Regions from separate parts of the Rattus norvegicus genome. Here region 2 is linked to region 1. Evidence: chromatin contacts called from public Hi-C data. All regions are on one chromosome and are shown on one strand. The core of a region is the stretch at or near the end of the contact, and the rest is flanking DNA. Distances in the headings are between cores, read along the strand shown. Region 1 overlaps Dab2ip (DAB2 interacting protein). Region 2 overlaps Ttll11 (tubulin tyrosine ligase like11).

Region 1 (7,299 bases), core at 1,991-4,490:
GCCACCTCCCAGCCCTTTGCCTTGGGTCTAGCATAACTTCCTGGCTTGAAGACCAATCAGCCACTCTTTGTGAACTCTGGCTGTAGCTGATTCCACGAAGGGACAAGAGAAAAGGCTTGTCTCCTTTCATCCAGAGCCAGGGACCAACCACCTGACTCCCTGTCCCTGTGAATCTGGGCACAGCACGGGAATGTAGCTTGGTGCCTTTGATCTTGGGAAAACCCCTATGTCACCCTCAGTAATACAGCTTGTTGGCCATGAGGCCATGGCCTCATGCTCCTAGAAGGAGGGGTATTTATTACCCCTAGGATCAGGGGACTCTGAGCTGAGACACCAAGGTCTGTAGGGCTCATTGTGGTACAGTGGGGATTTACAGAGGTTCTCAATGGTTCCCTGAAGAATCTCCTCATGGTCTGACCTTCTGGACCTCTTAGGAATGTAGACAACACTTGTCACCCTGTCCTGTCACCCCATAGTGCCCACGGCTGTTGTGGTTCCACTGTCTAGTGTACAGGGCTCTTGGAGTACTGATCTTCAAGGTCATTGCAGCTTGGGTCAGGGGAGGTAGCAGGTAGCATTGATTTTTCAAAAGGAAGTTACAAATGTCTGTCACCTGGTATTTGAGCCTTGTGAGGAGACATGGTGGAAAGTGGCAAGAGTACAACCCATTCTTCTAGAGGGAGAGTGGTTCTCCTCCTCTTCCTCTTCTTCCTCTTCCTCCTCCTCCTCTCAGAAATAGGATCAAACTGACAATATTGCTATGAGTGGGCTCAACAACCTGTAAAATGGGCTTTGTGGTTCTTTGTACCATACAGTGTCGTCAGTGCAGAAAATGAAAACCAAGAAAAAAAAATCTAAGCCTACTGGGGAGACTCCTCAGGAAGGGCTGAGTTGGGAGAGCCCAGGGTTTACATGGAGGTGTCCTTGTCTGCCTGCCATCTCCTAGGAGCTTTAACCTTCCTTAGTCTGCATTGCCTTGCCTGTGGGTTACGTCTTTGGAGAAGGGTCCCTTAAATCCAGAGGTGTTTACTGAGCTCCACTGCATTTGAAACCTGGATGTGGTGTATTTGGACACTACTACCTGGGAAGGTCTTTGGGTGAGGTGGCATTTTAGTTGGCTTAGGAGGACTTCTGGTATGCTGACTGGTGATAGGAAGAGGTTGAGGAGGAAGGAAGTGTAGAGGGGAAAGGGCAGAAGGAGGGATAGCTTGGGGCATTGTAAAAGAGGGTGTGTCCTGTGGGAACAGCTCTGGCAGTAGCTCTTGGAGCTGGGTGTCCTTGGAAGATAACCTCTTTACAAATAAGGTTTGCAGATAAGGTTTTTCTGGTGTTTTCTGTGTGTGCTGGTGATATAAGAGGATTTATTCAGCCAGTTTTTGAGGTTGTCATGTCCAAGGGTTAGGGCTGTAGCAAATGTTCACCTGACCTTCTGAACTAAGAAATCTTATCAGCCCCACCCCTTCTATGATGGAAAAACTTCAAAATTCAGATCACAATGACAACACGATTTCAAAATAACACTCCTTTACGTCTGTCCTCTGGTCACCCAGAATCAAGCTGAGTGGCTGGGTTCCAGCACCTCTTCTGTACAAGCCTTCCTCAGGGAGTTCTAGTTCTCAGTTCTTCTCCCTCAAGGTGCCCACAGGGTCTGAGCCACTTTCCCAAGGCTATGTGGAAAACCATGACAAAGGAACATGATGAGGAAAGGGTTGATTGAGTTTACACTTCCATACCTTAGTCCATTGTTGGAGGAAGTCAGGACAGGAACTCAGACAAGGTGGGAACCTGGAGCAGGAGCAGAGGCCAGGAGGGGTGCTGCTTACTGGCTTGCTCCACATGGCTTGCTCAGCCTGCTTTCTTACAGAACTCAGGACTACCAGCCCACGGGTGGCCCCACCTACAATAGTTGTGTCCCTACACATCAATCCTTAAATAAGAAAATGTCCTACAGCTGGATCCTAATGGAGGCATTTTCTTAGTCGGGAGTTTCAAATGACTAACTTGTGCCAAGTTTATATAAAACTAACCAGCTCTCCCAGTAAGACTCAGCTGTGGCCCTTTGAGCCCCACATTTACTCATCATCTGTAAAGGGCATCTGGTCGAACCTGGGTGTACTGAGGCCTGGCTTGTCACCTGCCACTTCATTTGTCCAGAAGCTCTGGATTGGGGTGGGGTGGAGTGTGGTGAGTTGGGAATGCTGCTTTTAGCTGGAGCCTCAGCTCAGCACTGGCTGGTGAATCCATAAGTGGTCTGAGTCGGGTGTCCCAAAATTGGAGGCACTCAGCAAACCCTTCCACACCTTGGTCCCTCCTTAAGAGAGGAACTGGGGAACCTGTACCCATGGGGATTGGCTTTGGGGGGTCCAAGTGTTTCAGCCTCCATCCTGACAGCCAGCCATTGTCTGTCCGCCTTAGGGGTCTAGATGGCCAGATTACTAGGAGGCTCGCTGGCTTGTTGGAGGACCTGCTTTCCCAGCCTTACTTTCCTTCATTTGAGTAACCACTCCTGTCAGTCTCTGACGGGGCGGGGTGTGTGGAATCCTCCTGGAGGTTGGGGGTGTGGCCTGGTTGCGAAGGAAGGTGAGGTGAGGGGCTGCTGGTGGCGCTAGCCACTCATCACCACCCCCTAAGTTCCCCGCCCCTCCGAAGCCCTGCCGCCCCGCCCTCTCGGCGCCAGGAGGTGGGTAGGGGGGCTCGGGCATCCTCGGCCACGGTCGGAGACACTCGGCTCAGTGTCGCCATGGCAACGGCGGCTTAGGGGCGGGGGCGACGTGGCGGGCTGGGCCGGCCGGCGGGCGGCGCGGGGTGGGCTGGGCCGCGCTGCGCGGGCCGGGCCGTCGGCGCTCGGTCGGCGGGCGGGCGGCGGCGCGGGCCGCGAGCTGCTGGGGCCGAGCCCGGCCCGCCGTGGGCCGCGAGGGTGCGGGTCCCGGCCCGCCGCCGCCGCGCTAACCCCGCCTCCCCTTCCCCCTCTTGTCGCCCCGCGCGCAGGGCTTCCTCAGCCGCCGCCTCAAGGGCTCCATCAAGCGCACCAAGAGCCAGCCCAAACTGGACCGCAACCACAGCTTCCGCCACATCCTGCCGGGGTTCCGGAGCGCAGCCACCGCCGCCGCGGACAATGAGAGGTGAGCCCGCCGCCACCCCGGCTGCGCCCCGAGGGCGCGGGGACAAAGCCCGACCCAGGCAGGGCACGCTCCCGCGGGAGTGACGCCTCGCCGGCCTCCCGGAACTCCGGGAACTGGGCCCCCGTCGGGCTATGGGACTCGGGCTGCAGCCTTCGTTGCCTTCACCGGCTGCAGCTAGGAGGGTGCTGGAGGTCCGGGGTGAGGCCGGGCGGCAAGTGCCCTCTTGGGCATGTGGGGTCCTGCCTCGTCTGGCCGAGGTGGGCATTGTTTCCCGGGCTGTGCGGTGCCTGGAGGTAGGGACGGAAGTGGCGCCTCCACCCTCAGGACCCATTCCCGGCCTACCGAGTCCCTCGGTGTCCGATACAAAAGGCATTTTCGGCTGGGTTTTGCCCAGAGCCGGTAGCGCTCGTGGCGCGGAAAAGGGTGAACATCTGGAGGGGAGGAGCAGGGGGCTGGGCCGCTTAGGGGGCACATCTGCGCTAAGTAGGGCACGTGCTCCGCTGGGGGCTGGGGTGAGCCAAGCAGACAGTGCCCAGGCTCTGGGTTGATGGGCATCACCTAAGACCCGGGAAGATGGGCCTTCCCCCTACAGTCTGGGCAGCTGCCCTTACCTCCCGCTCCCAGGGGGTGTCTCCTATTCCTTGCTTCCTTCTGGGCAAGCCGGGAGCAGGTGTGGAAATTCCAGGGGGAGGTGGCTAGTGGGGCGGAGGGGAGGGGAGGAGGTTGTTGAGCCTGCTCTGGAGTCAATGGCAACGTGCAGGCTTCAGCTCGCAAGGGCAAGCCATCCTGTCCGTGCGGGGGCACTGGGCGGGCACAGCCTCTGGGGGCCCTGGTTCTCCTTGAGTCGTGTCAGCCACAGGCACCTTTCCACTTAGGCACAGGCACAGTGATGCATTTCTGTGCCAGTTAGAACGTGTCGTGGAGGTGAAGGAGCCAGTAGGCTCCCAGGAGCCTTTTCAGCATCCAGCCCCAGCATCTTAGGCTACTGGCATCTGCCTTTCTGGGTCCGTGTCCGTTTTACCGTTGGCGAGTTGGCACTTCTTGTGCGGAAGGGCACAGGTAGAATGATGTCTTCCCTTTCCTCCTTGGTTCCTGCAAGCAAGGAGCCCAAGTTATCCTAACTCCTGCCCAAGGTGGTGTGACGTTTAACTGACACCTAACACCTTTCCCAGAGCACCCCTCCCACATCCCAGTTAGAACCACTAGACCTTCCTTGTCCATCAGCCCAGCGCTGTTCTACAGTGCATCTCCACCACGGTCTGCACCTGGCTTCCTGCCCCGGCTGCTAAGCCCAGCCTAAGGCAGGACCCCCCCCACCCCGCCACCCCAGCTTTTCACTGATGGCTATGGTGCCCCAGGGGACCAGGCGTTCCCTGGCAGGAAGATGCATCCAGGCCAGAGCTCGGTGCTGGGTGCAGCCACTGCGTCTTTGAAAATCTCCATTCCCATCTTTGTTATTATTGTCTGTCTGGGCGGCAGGCTACCCGGTTTGCTGCCTTCCTCCCTCCTCCGGCCCCCACCTCCGGCTGTCTCCCCCCAAGAACATGCCCTTCTCTGCGCTTTCCCTGGCAGGGGTCCGGACCCTCTGTTCTCGCATGCGGGGGCTTGTGTACGTACCCCATTTTGTGTGCATGTGTTGGTTGTCCGGGAGCAGGAGAGACGGCAGGCAGCCCGGGTCTCTGAGTGTGTCTGCCCTCTTGAGAGCAAGCGGCATGCATGTCGTGTTTACCTTCTACCGCTGGGAAGCCCGCACCAAAAAGCCAGCAGGCGCTTGGCTAGCAATCTAGCCAGAGTGGGGCTTCACTAAGATGACCTCGGAAACATCCTGTGCAGCCTGGTCTCAGGTTAGCCTTGTTACATGGAAGGGGAGGGGGAGGGGGAGATCTAGTCCGGTTAGAGAGTGAAACTACAGATCCGTTTCTGGAAAATGTGAAAGGCAGCAAGAGGAGATGAATGTCATTGGCAGTGGTGTGGAATTGTCTTTAAAATTTTCTGTAAACAATCTGTCCTGGTGGCCTCTGGTACCAGAAGGGAGCCCAGATTTCCCTTGAATACTCAGGGAGACTGGGTTTGAATCCCCCTACCCTGTCTAGAAGCTAAAATGGGCTTTCAGGACTGGGGTCTTGGTTTGTTGCTTTGTTCAGGAATCGATTTGCTGTTGGGTGAATGGGTGGATGTTTCTTTGGGGCAGTTTCTGGAGTCATTATTCTTGGAAGTTGAGTAACATCAACTGTGGTGAACCTACTCTCACCCCCTCATTTCACGGTCAAACCTGGGTGAGTGGAGAGGTGCCTCCTTATTCGTGTGGGGGTTGTGCTGCCCAGGTGCAGTAGAAAGAACAGAGCAAGGAGAGGTTGAATCCCCTCTCCAGGCTCTCCCACACGCCTGTGCCTGTCCTGGGGTAAATACAGAGACTCGAAGCAGGGAGTGGATGTGAGACAAGGACTGCGGGAAAGGGAATAGAGGCTTCCAGGGTTGCACGTATGAGCCCTGATCCCAGTGGCCTTCCACGTAGATGACAGTTTAGGGCTATCTGGTCAGTTCCTTCAGTGTAACTGGGTGAATCTGTGGTTTGTATGACTGCTAAAGAGGTGTTAATGCATGTTGTCCGTCTGCTCTGCTTTGCTGTGTTGGACAAGTCAGTTTTTTGTTCTGGAATTCTCCACCCAGAGTCTGGAAACCAGGTGGTTCTGTGCTGGAATCTTTGGGATTCTTGGGAAGGAAGTTTGCCCGAGGTGTGGGCTGCTACTGTTTGGTCCTGAGGCTTGGGTCAGGCCAGCAGGGACTTGAGGGCTTAGGGCTATGGGACAGGTTTGAGCCTTTGTACTTGCTCTACTGAAAATGGCTCCAAGGGGAGGTTCCTAATGGTCTCCATGATCTCCGGGTCTCTCAGGCACCAATTTCTCCTTTGGAGGCTTTGGCAGGAAGCACTGGGGACAGATAATCATTTCTCCTGGATAGCTGAGATGAGTGCTGGCCAGAGCGCTTTCCAGGTGAGCAGGTTGCTGGCAGAGCACTTCCTCTTGCTGGCTGGAAGTGTTGTTGCTTCATTTACAGGGTGGTTTTAATGTTGGTAAAAGCAATAAAAGATACGGTGGCTCTGCCTTCCCCGAATCAAGTCCCTTGCTCATTCATTGATGCTTCTGAGCTAGGAGATCAGTTGACATCTTTATCCCCCCTTCTCCTGCGCCCTACATATTCAGTGAGTATGTCTCCTCCTGCCCCATCTTCCACACCCCACTATCTTTGGCTTAGCTTGGAAGTGTAGATGGTCAGGTGCAGCTAGGCAAGGCCGGTGTGTGTGCAGTTAGAGCTGCACTGTCCACCCCAGGGAATGTACAGACCTTAGTTTCCACATCTGAAAGTTACTCACGGAGGGATTCCCAGGTATGTAGAACCAGGGAGGGGGGCAGGTAATTGGAAGTTGGGGGTGGGTTTTTTTTTTTTTTTTAATTGTCAGGTTGGTGGCAAGCACCATAACCTGCATTTTCTTTCTTTTTTTTTTTTTTTTTTTTTTTTTTCCGGAGCTGGGGACCGAACTCAGGGCCTTGTGCTTGCTAGGCAAGCGCTCTACCACTGAGCTAAATCCCCAACCCTGGGGGTGGAGTTTTTTACAGGGATCCCCAACTGGCCCTGAGTAGGCAGATATGAAATCTATTTCCAGGGGTGAGGTCATCGTTGGAGGAAGAAACAGGAAGCTAGGTGAAGAGGAGGTGGAAGGCAGAGCCTGTCCTGTTGCTGTGCCTTTATAGTCTCAGGGCTGGCATCCAGGCCTGGGCTTTGCTGGTTCCTGTCCTGCTGAGCACAGCAATGGGAGGTCAGGTCCCTGTCTGCATTCCTTTTGAACTGGTCAGTGAAGAATAGTGACTGTGAGATGCAGATTGGAGAGCTCCGAGATATACCAGGAGTGTGTGTGTGAGCTTTGGCTTGGAAGCAATCCCTGGAGGAAGGCACCTGGGCTTTGGGAGCCTCATTTTGTACATCTGCAAAGTGAGCACAATGACAATTATGATGGAGATACTGGTATCTATACAGTCAATACTTAATCACAAGCTCCTGTCTCATTTCATGCTGTTTCCTTAGCATTTAATACTGGGTCTCACACATTTCTTAAATGTTCCTAAAATTTGATAAGTTAAAACATAATGTGTGAATGGTCGGAGGAAGCCATTTTGTT
Region 2 (7,299 bases), core at 2,779-5,278, 120 kb after region 1:
TCCTCCTCCTCCTCTTCTTCCTCCTCCTCTTCCTCCTCCTCTCCTCCCCTCTCCTTCCTCTTCTCTTTTTAAAGACAGTGAACCTTAGGTGTGTGACACCACGCTAGCCTAGTTTAAGATGTATGTTTAGTTAATTACTCCATTTTAAAATACCAATACGTTACTTCATAGAGAAAGAAAAAAATCTAGGTGACTTTGCTCTGAATTTTTTGCTACAGCTCCAAAAGCGAAATCTATTAAAGAAAAAAAAAAAGAAAAGAAAAGAAACAAGGAAAGTTGGACTTTTTTTTCTAATTAAAAAATTCTGTTTTGATAAAGATATTATTTTAAAAATGGGGTTGGGAGTATAATGAGCAGGTGAGCACTTGCCTAACAGGTACAAGATCTCAAGTTCAAACCCAACATGGGAGAGGATAAAATACAGCGATGCTAAGAGACAAGTCATAAACTGGAAAAATACTTTCTGAATACATAAACAATGAAAAACTTGTGTCTGCAACATGCAAAGAACTCTTAAAACTCAACGATGAAAAACTAATTCAAATTTTAAGAAAGGACCAAAGATCTGGAGATGCCCCCCCCCGAAGAATGCATACAAAAGGCAAAGAAGCATGTGAAAATGTGCTCAATATTAAAAATGTGTACTGAATTTTAAAGTAAAACAGCGAGGCCTGTGTCACTGCATATCCGCGGAGAGGAAAGTTCCCTGACTGTCCCTTGTGTTGACAGTGATGCAGAATAACAGTTGGGAGTGCAAATGGCACTGCCACTTTGGAAAACAGACTCTTTTTGTAAGACTAAAACTTAGTATCATGTGCATTCGTCAAGATTTTCCAGAGAGCTAGGACCCTCAGGCAGGAGGGAGGAGGGCACTTGGACAGACACATGGACAGACAGATGGATAACAGACAGTAGACTAATCTAGATAGAGGAGAGGGAACTTAGTAGGGATTGCAGTCATACAAATATGGCGGCAGACCCTCCGAGGCTGGTGGCAGGTACTGTGGCTCACTTTCTGTCCGGAGACCTCTGAACCAGAGAAATGATCGTAAACTCTCACCGTAAAGCCAAGGGCCCAAGAACATGTGGGACAAATCAGTGTTCTAAGGTCAGGAGCCCAAGATCCTGGGAGTTCTGATGTCTCAGAGAGGATGTGAACCAAAGTGAGAGAGCTTTCCCTGCCTTCCAAAGGTTACACTTGGTCTGGAGAGATGGCTCAGTGGTTAAGAGCACTGACTACTCTTCTAGAGGTCCTGAGTTCAATTCCTGGCAACCACATGGTGGCTCACAGCCATCTGTAATGGGATCTGATCCCCTGCTATCATGTTAGTATGGAGGTCGGAGGACAACTTGTAGGAGTAAGTTTTCTCTTTCTACCTCGTGGGTCCCAGAGGTTGAATTCGGGCCATTAGACTTGGCAGTAAGCCACTCACCACCACCCCCCATTTTTTATTCTTCCTGGGTCCCCAGCTGATTGGGTGGGACCTGCTCCCATCCAGGGTGGACCTTCCCACTCAGTCCACTGACTCACATGCTAATCTCTGGAAACACCTCACAGACGCATCTGTAATGGATGCCTTCCCAGCTCTCTAGGGTTCCTTAGACTAGTCAGGTTGACAGCTAAAATTAATCATCACAGCCATATGGTCTAACAGCTACACTGACGGGTATTTGTCTATCCATGTAAAAAACTATGTCCACACAAAACCTGCGCATGAATATTTATAGTTAATTCACCCCTCACTACTAAACAGTGACGCAATCAAGATACCCTTTACAAGGTAAATACACTCGAGAATCGTGATTGTGCCCATCTAATGGATGGCTGTCCAGAGATTCAAATAACGAACTGTCAAGGAATAAAAAGGCATAGAGGATCTTAAAGGCACACTGCTGGTGGCAGAAGCCAGTCTGAACAGGCTAGGCACACGGTGATCGCAGCAGCCACAACATTTTGGAAAGAGCAGAATTACATGGAGTCGTGGCAGTTGTCAAGGGCTCTGGGAATGTGTGTGGGGCAGGGAGCGGGGAGAAAAATGGTAAACAGGGCACAGAGAGGCTAGGGCAGTACAGCTCTCTTGAGCAAAACGCAGAGCTGATAGTTAGGGGCCCTCCTCATGCAGTTGTTAGGACGCATAGAATGTGGGCTGGGTAGAGCTGGCTCAGCAGCTAAGAGCGCCAGCTGCTCTTCCAGAGGACCTGGGCTCGATTTGCAGCACCTGTTTGGCTGTCACCACCATTTAGGTCTGATACCCCCTTAGGGATCAGGCTCTCACGTCATACGTTCAGGTAAAACACCCATACATGTAAGATACAGAAATGAGGGATTAAAAGAATAAAAAGATTTAAAAGGAGGAACCTTCATAGAATGTGAAACACCAAGAGGGTGAACCATGATGTGCAGCCTGAGCTTTATCACTGTAGAGTAGTGGAGTTAGTACAAAGAGGCTTGTTCTTCAGTACTTGGGGGCCTGGGTATGAGGAAAGGGAGGGGAGTCTCTGGCCCGTCTGCTCTGTGCTTGTCGAGCCTGGTTCATGTTAGGTGCTGGATAACTGTCGCTCACACCGGGGCAGATGACTTGTGGTCAGGTTAGGGTGTGGCCCGTGGCAGAATCTTTGCTTAGACCTAGTGGGTCTAGAAGCCGCTATGGAGTAACTGGGTGTCTGGGGAGGCAGCTCCTCCGCTGTCTGGCCCTTCTTCTCCAGCTTTGAACAGTTGGGCACATGCCAGAGAACATTTTTTATTTGTCACAGTAACACCAGTGCAAACATTCCACTGGCTTCTCTGGGACTGGCAAGTGACAAATGAGGAGGTGCTTGGAAAGGAGCCCTCATAGTTGAGTGCTTTCTAGATGTCTGCCATTGTCACCAGTGGCCTTTGCCAAGACCAGGAACCAGATTGTTGTCACAGCAGACACTGCTATCCTAGCTCCCACACTGAGGACGTGTGGGGGTGGGGTGGGACTGGTGCTCATGCCTTTCGGGGTCTGGGAACTGAACTCAGGCTCCTTCTTGCCATCATCAATGGCCCACGTGAGTGGTCTCTGTTCTCCATGGCCTGCGTGTGTGATCTCTGTCCATGAGAGGCTTCTCAACTTTCCGCCTCTTGGAACTTCAGTTTCCTCCTCTGGAAGGAGCCTCCTGGGAATGGGGCATCCTGCTCACAGCTTGGAATCCATATTCTCATTTTCACAGCACACCTCTAACGGGAGTGATGCCAGGTGGCTGGGAAGAGGACAAAAACACATGAGACACCACCATCCCCAGGTAGATGTCAGGGGCCCTGTTGCAGAGGCGGCTGAGGCCCCCAGAAGAGAAGTGACTCCTCTCAGCGCTCCGCTCTCTGACAGTCGCTTGGCCCATGATGCTGAGCGCTGCTGTGGTGGCAGTCCCCAGAGGAACCAGAGGCAGTGGGTGTAAGGCGTAGGGAGGTGGTGAGAGGCAGTCAGCTTTCTCCCTTCTGCCTAGTTCTGGTGCTCTGATGCAATGTTTCCCTTTTTGCCTAGGTGACTGAGGATGAGGGAGGCCGGAGACAGTGGGTAACAGGACACATGACTGGGTGTCCTGCAGGCCTTGAAGACACACGTCTGAGCCGGGGGAAGCTGGCATTCTCCTTGCTTTTATTAAGAATAATTTAGCTATTTTGTGAGTCTGTTGGACATCTATCCAGAGAGAGCCATCTGATGTTGAGGTAACTTCAAGGTTGAAGAAAGCGGCCGGTCCCAGGATACCTCCAGGTGGTGCTTTGTGATTCTGGCCTAGGGGTGGGGCAGCCATGTATATGCATAAGGGAAGTCTTGCTAAACATGCCGAGTAAAAATACTTTTAAATATTTCAGTACATCACCGGCTAAACTGCTTTTCGGTAGGATCGCGTTCCAGCTGAAGAGAGTCCAGGCGTCACATGATTTGCATAAGTCGACTGAGGAAATTTGGTGAGAGACGGCAGGGAGCTACAGACGCCCACAGGATGGGCTGGCTGGCAGGGTCTGGTCCGTGCTGCACATGTGTGTGGAGCATCAACCATGCGCCAGGCACAGCAGTAGGCTTCGGTAGGACACAAGAACCGCAGTTGTAGCTGGTTGGTTTAACCTGACAGCAGGTACTGCACGAAGGCTGCGTAACCACATGCACCAGCTGTGACGAGTGGATAAGAGGGATCCCGGCATAGCCTGGCGCTGAGGTGGGCCCTGGCTTTGTGCATGACAGGAGGGGGATCTCTGGGACAGGCAAGGACCCTGGTGGAGAACTCTGAGGTGGCTGGCACTCTGCCTAGAGTGAGGGAGTACCCCCTCCCCAGAAGTGTAATGCCGCAGGGAGCCAGACAGGAACATGGCTGACTTCCTTGTCTGAGCAGAAGGCAGTGTGAGGCCACCTAAGTGAGAGGCCTGGACTCTTGTCAGCCATTGAAAACACCCACGGCAGCCTGCCCCACCCTTCTGAGCAGACTACTCTAGGGCAGCCTTTCTTCCTACTTGTCTCCCTAACACCTCAGGGGCCTGAAAGGAGCAGGCGCCTTGGAGAGGGTTCCCGAGGGGCACGCTACGTCTGAATGGCAGCGGGTTAGTTTCTGAGCACAGAGGCAGACCCGGTTGGCAGCTTCGTTCCGTGATATTTTTTTGCATGTGAGGTAGGCACCAGGATCCTGCTCACTTCACAGACGTTGAACAAGGGTTGGAGGAAGTCAGGCAGCTTGCTCCGGGACACCTAGCTGGCAAGTTATCAAGCCCAGGGTGAATGCCCCATTTGTTTGACTCTGTAGCCCAGTGGCTCTGAGTAGATTGTCACTCAAGGGCTGAAGAGAAGGCTCGGAGATTTAGAGCACCTGCTGCTCCTGCAGAGGACTAGGTGTGATCGCCAGCCTTCACATGGCGGCTCTCCACTACCTGTAACTTGCTCCAGTTTTAGGGGGGCCAATTCCCAGTTCTGACCTCTGCAGAAACCAGGGACACACACGGTGTACATACCTATACACAGGCAAAACATCCATACACATAAAATAAAACAAATAGGTCTAAAAAAGGAGAACGATAGCCACTCGCACCCAGGGCTGCCTGAAGGGTGCACTCAGGGACTCAGAAGGGGGTGAAAATTGTGTATTTGATAAAAAGGTCCCTAGCATACAACATCAGCTATTAAACTGTGCATTCTTAGATTTCCCCCTCTAAGACTCAGGGAGGACCTTTAACACCACCTTTGCTGGTGTGCATGTATGTGTGTGTGTGTATGTATGTATGTATGTGTATATGTGTGCACATGTACATGTATGTGTATATGTGTGTATGTATGCATATATGTGTGCACATGTACATATATGTATGTGTACATGTGTATATGTGTGCATGTATCTGAGCATGTATGTGTGTGTGTATGTATGTGTGTGTGCATGTATGTGTGCGTGTGTGTGGGTATATATGTATGTATGTTTGCATGCATGTATGTATGTATGTATTACATTTTATTAAGATAGGGTTTCCCTGTTTATCACAGGCTGGGATTCAGGTGTGTGCTGCTAGGCCTGGCATAGTACGTTCTTTTTTTTTTTTTTTTTTTTTTTTTTTTGAGCTGGGGACCAAACCCAGGGCCTTGCGCTTGCTAGGCAAGCGCTCTACTGCTGAGTTAAATCCCCAACCCCTGGCATAGTACGTTCTTAAACAGGAAACAGATTGTGTTAGAGGGTGGATGCCCAGCTGCTGGGACCCAGTGCTCCTATGCAGGTGAACTGTGGCTCCAGTGATGTTGGCACATTTTATTGCCCTATCTGCATGCTGCCCTCCTCTCTAACCACAGAGATGCGCCCGCCATCAGGGTCTGTAATTGTGAGTGCAGTTGATGTGAAATCATTGCATCTCCATCCACGGATGCTTCTTCACTTGGTGCTGGCTGAGGAGAAGGCTGCGGCATCCCAGCCTGGCTGAGACTTTTGTATTCTGCTGGAAATTCTAAGCTTGGAAATTAAAATCCGTCATTTGGGGAGAAAAAGAGACAATTACACTGGCAAGCTGGAGAGTGTGAGCTGCACACTGCTAAGTTCCACCCAGCTCCCGAGCAGACTTTGACATTCAGAGAGAATATTTACAGAGGAGAATCCAGGGCTCAGACTCCTCGGTGGGGAAGGACGGTAGCCAGCCAAGGTGGGGAGCCACATGTTTGAGGATGTTACTGTGAAGGTTTAGCTTCTGTTTGGGGTGAAGAGTCTTCTGGATGTTTATTCTATTACTAAAAATAGCTCATTACGGGGACTGGGGTGATCGCTTAGTAGGTAAAATGTTTGCTTTGCCAGCAGGAGATCTTTGAGTTTGATCCTGCAGAATGCATCTCAAACAAACAAACAAACAACCTACCAGGAGGTGGCATACACTTGTGATCCCAGTGAGGGAGGAAGAGATTGGCAGATAGCTGGGGCCTGCTGGTCAGCTTATTCTAACCTGTCCCTAGACATGCAGGTACACAGTGGTCTGAAAATCAAGGTGGTGTAGGCTTGAAGGATGACAGCAAGGTTCTCTTTTGCTCTCCACGTTCATGTGCATACAGAGCACCCCAGCTGCCCACCTAGTATACAACATACACACACACACACACTACACACACACACACACACACGTGCACGTGCGCTACATATACAATATACAACACACAGCCAATATACAACACACACACATGCTACATATACAATATATAACACATACACAACCAATACAGAACACACACACATGCACACACACACACGCTACATATATAATATATAACACACACAGCCAATACACAACATACACACAGAGCCAATACACAACACACACACTCATGCACACACACACACACACACACACTACATAACACATACCTGTACACAGGTGCTAATACCTACTCTGAAGGCCAGATAAGAGCAGGGTGGGCATAGACATGACAGAGGTGACTCAGTGTTCACAGACATTGCTAAGGCCATTTCCACACACCAGACACCCAACAGAGAGATGGCTTGAGGATTATTATATCTCCTCACAGAAAGTGGCTTTTTCCAAGCCATGTTTCCAGCACTCCTTTTCTTCTCCTCCACATCAGTAGCTGGGTCACCTGAGGTAGGGGACCTTTGTTCCCAAGCCTCAAGTGCCAGAGATGTGGACTGAGCCCAGTCTCACTGAGTCTGGGTGGGCTCTGGGGTAAAGAGAGGATCTGATAGGACTTGGGCACCCACTGTGGGTGCTGGGATAGAGGGCGACCCTGTGTCACTCACTGGGCTGGCATCTCACAATGACCCTGTCCGTGAGGCCGGGCTCCCATGGGCTGTGGTTCTCTCACT

The links. A called contact is a pair of places that touch in the nucleus more often than the background predicts.
Region 2: a Hi-C map of frontal cortex shows a contact between it and region 1, with 1.5 times the contacts expected there. The contact joins two enhancer-like sites. A contact is called at or near these places in 2 of 12 Hi-C or Micro-C datasets (the A7r5 cell line and frontal cortex).

The regions. Positions count from the first base shown.
Region 1 is chr3:39,411,196-39,418,494 of GRCr8, forward strand. Dab2ip (DAB2 interacting protein) reads left to right here. Exons shown (of 16, transcript NM_138710.4): 3 at 2,989-3,122. Among named protein-coding and RNA genes, the nearest start is that of Dab2ip, 100 kb to the left of the region's middle. Within about 2 kb of position 3,241, at least 31 of the 93 cell types and tissues checked have an H3K27ac peak or open chromatin away from gene starts, as enhancers often do.
Region 2 is chr3:39,531,688-39,538,986 of GRCr8, forward strand. The region is part of intron 8 of Ttll11 (tubulin tyrosine ligase like11); the gene reads right to left. Among named protein-coding and RNA genes, the nearest start is that of Ttll11, 200 kb to the right of the region's middle. Within about 2 kb of position 4,029, at least 19 of the 93 cell types and tissues checked have an H3K27ac peak or open chromatin away from gene starts, as enhancers often do.